Regions from separate parts of the Mus musculus genome. Here region 1 is linked to region 2. Evidence: chromatin contacts called from public Hi-C data. All regions are on one chromosome and are shown on one strand. The core of a region is the stretch at or near the end of the contact, and the rest is flanking DNA. Distances in the headings are between cores, read along the strand shown.

Region 1 (3,603 bases), core at 875-3,374, 510 kb after region 2:
ATCTGCATTTTCCTTCCTGTGAGAGACATAACAAGGTTTGGAGGATATATATATATATATATATATATATATATATATATATATATATATATATACATACATATATATATGTATATATATATATATATATATATATATATATACATATATATGAAAATCATCCTATATACAGTTGGGGAAGCTGAAAAAATACACCTTATCCTGAAAATTAATGCAGCCTAGAGTTATTAATGGACGAGTAGTCAAAACTGGGACAGAGACATGAGATTATTAAGAAGTATATTAAATCAATGTAGAATTTACTCAAATCTAAACGTTACATTGTGTTATTTTTTAAGCATGAATAACCATAAGAAATATGCATTTAAGTAAATGAGGTAGAGGACTACAATGTGTGTAATTTGTTGTCAAATAAGTCAGCAAATATTTTTCTGTGTGTGTGTGTGTGTGTGTGTGTACGCGCGCACGCGTGCGTGTGTATGTGTGTGTGTGTGTGCACATACAAATGTGCATGTGTATGTGGAGGAGAGAAAACCCAAACAGAAAGTAAGTGGGATAAAACAGTGATAGTGCTGAGTCTAAATACAAACTGTATAAGAACACTTTGCCCCTAGGTAATATCAGTTCATATCTAAGATGCTGCCATCTAAATTACTCACCCTGAAGATTATTACAAACTTTAGACCAATATCTCCAACTGTTACTTAGTCATGTCCATTAGGATACACCAGAGGTACTCCAATATTAGCCTTTCAAAGTTGATTTTATATCATTTGCCCTTTAAACTCATTTCCTTCTCCATTCTCTAGTGCCAAACTAGTTCTTTCCTCTCCCTTCCAAGGCCCAACAAACATTGCCACAACTAGCCAAAAAATAGAAAATAATTAAAAATTAAAAAAAAATCAAGCCACCCTCTAAAGCCTCCTGAATTAATTCACCTCTCTTAATCCCTACTGCCATAATTGTGCTTCATAGAGCACACAGATTACAACCATCAGCTCAGAGGTGGTCTCCTATATTCAGGACATATCTCTCTGTAACCCATTACATGACTTATGGTTAATTTCTAAAGGTCAAATCTGATTCCATTAATGCTCTGCTTAAAATCCTAATTGTATCCCTGTGGCTCTGAGATTAAAATCAAAATTGTCAAAAATAATTTACAAGCTCTATGAAGGCACTTGTTTCCTAGAATGTCATCTCTCTCCTATTTTCTGTCCCCTCGAAGCCACAGTGGGCTTCATCATGAGTTGGTCTTTGTGCCTTGAACACTTTCTCCATGCCACCCCACCCTCATAAAAGCTAATCTTTTAATAATATAATCCCATTTACTTGATCTATTAGTACTTTTAAATCACAATTTAGATGATGTCAGTTAACACATGCTACCCAAAGTATGATTAATTTAGAAGGAAATTTAAAATATAATACCATTATTATTCATACATTGATTAATCTGGCATATATCAATTGTGCTTTCAATCAGTTCAATTTTCTATAAATATTTCTTGAACACCTGCTGAATGGCTACGTGTGTTTGGGTCATAAAGCAGGCATGCTTTGCTATCTGACAGTATTGGTTTAGATGCAGGGACTGTATTGAACATCTCCGTGCTTAAATCTTACTCAAGTTAACTAGCCATAAATCAATATGTATCACTTGGCGGTAAGTGTTTGGAAGAAAACGTCATACAGAGGGGTACAGGTGCTTTCTGATACACATCAGTAGTCAGAAGAGCTCTCGGATCAGAGAGCATGCAGCCAGAGGCTTGGATAAAATGAAGAACATTCAAGGAGTGCAGGAACTGCAATGCCAAAGCCAGCTGGCAACATGCTCAGCTTGTTCCTAGTGATAGTAAAGGACTAGTAAACATGCCCACAGTGCAAAAAAGCACTGGTGAGGAGCTCTATGGGGGCAGAACCTGCTCTCTTAAACAGAGAACTCACTCTGTTGGTTCTAATGCAACCTTGGTATTAATTTCAATTGTCCTAAAGATATTCTGTGTAAACAGAGACAACAAATTGAACTGCAGTTTGTGAGAAGGAAAGAACATTGGGGACAAAGGCAAATAGAAACAGACTCCCTAGTGCAATACTGTTGCCCAAAGGGTTGGGAACAGAGCCCAGAACACCAGAAGCAATGTTGGGAATACAGCAGCCAGTAGATCAAAGCTCTGGTCACTCGCAAACCAGTGATAATGCCTTCTCTCTTTCCTCCGACCTTTTCCAGCCCTATTCCTTCCTGCCTGCTTCAATCCTGAGATAAGCCACAGCCGATTCTTTCCCAGCCTTTAGGTGGTGGTGGAGAGAGTTCTTTTTGCCTTTGAACTCCAGCAATGATTTTTCGTTTGTTTGTTGTTGGGAAGTATAATAAATGGTTTTCAAATATAATATAATGATGTTCAGTTTCTCACTGTTTCCAGACACATGTTCAAAATAGAGCTAATGTGGTTGAATTCTGCTTTGTGTACATTCTGTATGGTAAAAATAAAAACGAGGAGATATAAATACAGCTTATGATAGAATGCATAGTGAGAATGCCTGAGACCCTAGTCTGCAGGTAAATAAAACAGGAGAAATCCTTATGTTTTTCAAAAGACAACAGTCTTTCTCCAATACACCTGAAAGATCTGAACTGATTTCTCAGATGACTTCTAGTCCATTTTCTTTTCTTATTGGTTAGTATCCAATCGTTAGGTGCTCATTTCACTTTATATATATTTCATCTCTGTGTAATGTCCATAATCTTTACGTACAAAATGTGATGAGAATATGATTTCAAGTTTGTGTTAAATAAGCAAATAAAACAGAAGAGAAATTGGAAGGGCAAATGAAGTGAAATAAAAACAAGGGACACAAGGAACAAAATCTCAGTGCAGTGGGGTTTTATATGGCAAGGGATTAAAAATCACACAACTTATAACAGTCTTCACTGTGGCCGTTTAAACCTCTAGTCCTGCATTTGGGAGCCTGAGGTAGAAGCACTTCAGGGAATTCAGGGACAGCCTAGGGTAAGAAGAAAGACCCAATCTCAAAAAACAAAACAAAAGTCTCCATTCCTCATATTAATATTTAACCAAACACTGAACTCATTTACCAGTAGCTGAGGCTTTTCTTTTCCTGATTTCATTTCCTTTATGCATTTTGAATTTTCTAAAGCAAACACAAAGAACATTTTAATTTTTAAACCTTGATCATAAAACATCTCTATATTGCTAAGAACATGGTACTAGCAAGACTCACCTTGGCATGGCAGGCAATATTTGAGATGCCCATCCACATTGTCTCAAGTTCTATTGCAGAAGCTATTTAGATAGGTTTTAAAAATGGACTTTTTAAACTTTTACTGAGCTTGTTTAACAGTTTATACAGGCATTCTGATTATTGCCACCCCTTCTATCTCTAAACCCCTCCTACCCTGCTTCTCTCTTCCACATCTGTGGCTTTTTGTTGTTTTCCTTTGAGTTTATCGAGTTGTTTGTTTGAGAGACACTGAGTTTAGCAAGACTATCTGTGTGACCAGGGTGTGCAACCATCTACTGGAAATCCATGCACTCCTCAGTGGGTCCATGCTCCTCCATATGAATTCGACTGTGTGGGGTT
Region 2 (3,132 bases), core at 279-2,778:
AATGGCTATGTCATGTCCAGAAGAAAACATTTCCCAGCTGTCTTCCCCCATCCTCTGACTCTTGCATTCAATACAACGATTATTATGAAGAGTAGAAGTTGTTGGCTTATAGAAAATTCTCCTAGGTCCTGCCCAACAGCTTGTTAGCCACCTGCCAAACTGGAATTATAAGAGAGACTGCTCTCTCTCTACACTCCCTCTCATCTTCTCCCTCTACCTCTCCTCCCTCTCCCTCTTCCTCCCCTTTCTTCTCCCTCTTCCTCTCTCTATCTCCTAGTCTCTCTCTCCCTCTCTTTCCCTCTCTGTCTCTCTCTCTCTCTCTCCCTTGCTGTCTGTCTCTCTCTCTGAGTCTCTCTCTCTCTCTCTCTCCCTCTCTGCCTGTCTGTCTCTGTCTCTCAGTCTCTCTGTCTCTCTCTCTCTGTCTCTGTCTCTCTCTCTCGTTCTCAGCCAGCCTCTTCTCTGCTCTTTCTGTTTTTTTTTCTGTTTCTTTCCTTTCTCTGCCTCTACCTCTTTTCCATGTCCTCAATAAACTTCCTTTTATACTAAGCCTGTTGTACGAGAGATGACTCAGTATGGGCCAAGATGTACCTTCCCTCCACAGTATACCACCAATTTATAAAACACAACAGAAGCTGTTAAGTTGATTCCCTCTGAATGTTCTCATAAACATCTCAGAAACCACAACAATACCCCAAGTCTTGAGCAGACCTTGAGGTCTCTTGTGCTACTTGCCAACTTTTCTTGACTCTTGCAAAATTATCCTGCCTTGTAGCCTTCTGTGTTCTCCCATATACTGCTTCATTAAAGTGAAGAAGAAATGGGTTGATCTCCCTGATGGATCTCCCTTGCACCAACATTTCTGGCAAAGCAGAAAATCCAAAAACCAATAAAGTATGCAGTTGGGAGAATAAGCTATTCTTTCAGGCAACATTGAACAGAATGGAATCTAAGCATAATACAAACATTTAACTGACAGGGTACACATGCAGACAGATACATAGAATATCTAAACTGAAAGGGATTTCTAAAAATTTATTTTAGCTGCAGAAATAATCTCTGAAATAAAAGCATATGTTGCTGTATATAACAAGTTCTTACACCTTTTCCATTGCTAACCCTTCATCTCTTTCAATGTTTTTCATATGTATAAAGAGTTGGTAGTAGAAGTAACTATAGATGGACACACGCTTATTAATAAGCAGTCCTTGGAGAACAAGACCAGCTCTAATCCTCCTCTGTTCTCTGCCCTCTGAAGCCACTGGTAGATTGCTGGTAGTTCAGCCAACTTCTGGCCCATTTGTTTCTGATCCATGACACTTTCTTGCTTGAAAATTGAAAGATTGAATTTGGACATGATGTCTCATGATCCAGCCTACTATATCTGTGTTCTACACTACACTTATAAGAAAACCCCTGCTAACATTAGGCTGTTTTGTCTTCCACTGCTTCTAGTGCAGGTGAACAGCCATGGCTGTGATCACACCCTAGGTCTCTTCCTTCCTGATGAACTCAGGCAGCTCAGCCTTGGCCCAGTTGGCTCTAAACTTTCTTTCACTTTAACTCAGAAAAGCTGACCTTTAACACACATAAACTGACCTTCCTTTCTGTGAGCGTTGACTTTAGAAAATGTGTAATTAAAAACTCTTTCTCTGTCCCCTTGAGGTGTAAATCTTCTCAGAAGACTATTACCAGTTACATAACCCAGGAATGTCTTTGTCAAAGACCTAGGAAGCATTTTCTTTGAAATGTCAGCATGAAAGAACAGCACACCCCTATCTCCCAGTCTCCATGGGAGGGTGGAAGCCCAATTTCCATGGATGCCAATTAGCAAACACAGATGGCCTAATCACAGAGAAAAGCATTTGCAAATTCAGGAATAACTCCATGTGCTCAATACATCCTATTGATCAATCTCTCTGCTAATGGGTTGTGGGAGGGGAGTGCTTGCCCTCCAGTAGTTTTCCACCCGCTCATTCCTGTGCTTGCAAGCCCTTCTGCCTTTGGTGTTACTGAAATTGAGCTCCTTTTCTGTTTTATTGCAGTGGTCTGAATTAAGTTATCTTTGCCTGCCTTTGTGCACTGGGATGGTTGCTTGTATATTCTTTCACCCCATTTTAAATCTTACATTCTTTTTGCTCTGCTGGCTGAGACAATGAAGTGGAATGCACCAATCTCTGATATTTCTCTTGACTCAACTTTAAGGAGGTGGTACTGACCCTAAGGGCCCTAAGAAAAATAAAAACATAACAAATTCTAACTTCTTCAAATGAGAAAATAAAACCTAATTTAGCAGAGTCCTCCTACACTACCCCATCCTATACTTTGGTGTAATACCCAGTTCTACAAAGCTGACATATCCTATATACTGCCAATTATGGATCTGAAGCAAATTTCTCTTGGGTGTCACATTCTTCCTGACTTTTCCTTAGTTGGTCTCCACTGTGGCAAAATTCACAAGGCTCCACGGGAGACATGTTCTCACTCAAAAAGGCCACATCTGTCAAAGGGAGTAGGAAACCATGGACTCTGAGCTGAAAAGCATTTAGCACTGAGTCTCTGATTTTGGGGCCGAGCACACTGTTCCTCTATACAAAGACAGGTTTTTTTTCTTTTCCTCCAAGTCTTTGTGTGACTATGGAAAATGGGAATAAGCCTTCCATCCTAATGATGCCTCATGTTTGAAAGAAAACTACCTGGGCCCATAATAGAATGGTGGTTCAAAGATACTTCTTCCTTCAAGGCTTGATGGAAAGTTCTCTTTCTTTGATAAGTATATGTAGAAGCATTTTGGGTCCTTTCATTGGAGGTCAAGCTCAAGTTCTACTTCAACATTCCTCTTAAACACCAATTCTGTAAGTGAAAAAAGGTAACTCTGGTAGCCCAAGGATATAGACAATGTCTCTTGAAAGTATAACGTAAAAACAAAATTCTAAGCCCAGGCTTGGGAATGTGACCTCTGTGACTTTATGCTCCAAGGTATGCTAATCATAAAACAGATGGAAACATTCCTCCACCTACCCGCTTCCTGGGTTCAAAGAGTGTTCATTCAAAGAATGTGCTATTGTTAGGGGCTCTTAGAAACTGTCTTGAGAGATAACCTGAACAATTACCAGGTATTCCTTGTGACTCTTG

What was found. A called contact is a pair of places that touch in the nucleus more often than the background predicts.
Region 1: a Hi-C map of liver shows a contact between it and region 2, with 4 times the contacts expected there. The contact joins two enhancer-like sites. A contact is called at or near these places in 1 of 484 Hi-C or Micro-C datasets (liver) and 1 of 9 other capture datasets (embryonic stem cells).

The regions. Positions count from the first base shown.
Region 1 is chr15:41,742,852-41,746,454 of GRCm38.p6, forward strand. The region is part of intron 3 of Oxr1 (oxidation resistance 1); the gene reads left to right. Among named protein-coding and RNA genes, the nearest start is that of Abra, 130 kb to the right of the region's middle. Within about 2 kb of position 2,125, at least 25 of the 459 cell types and tissues checked have an H3K27ac peak or open chromatin away from gene starts, as enhancers often do. A contact at or near this core is called in liver, where this site is marked.
Region 2 is chr15:41,231,048-41,234,179 of GRCm38.p6, forward strand. No RefSeq gene overlaps it. Among named protein-coding and RNA genes, the nearest start is that of Gm46502, 59 kb to the left of the region's middle. Within about 2 kb of position 1,529, at least 10 of the 459 cell types and tissues checked have an H3K27ac peak or open chromatin away from gene starts, as enhancers often do. A contact at or near this core is called in liver, where this site is marked.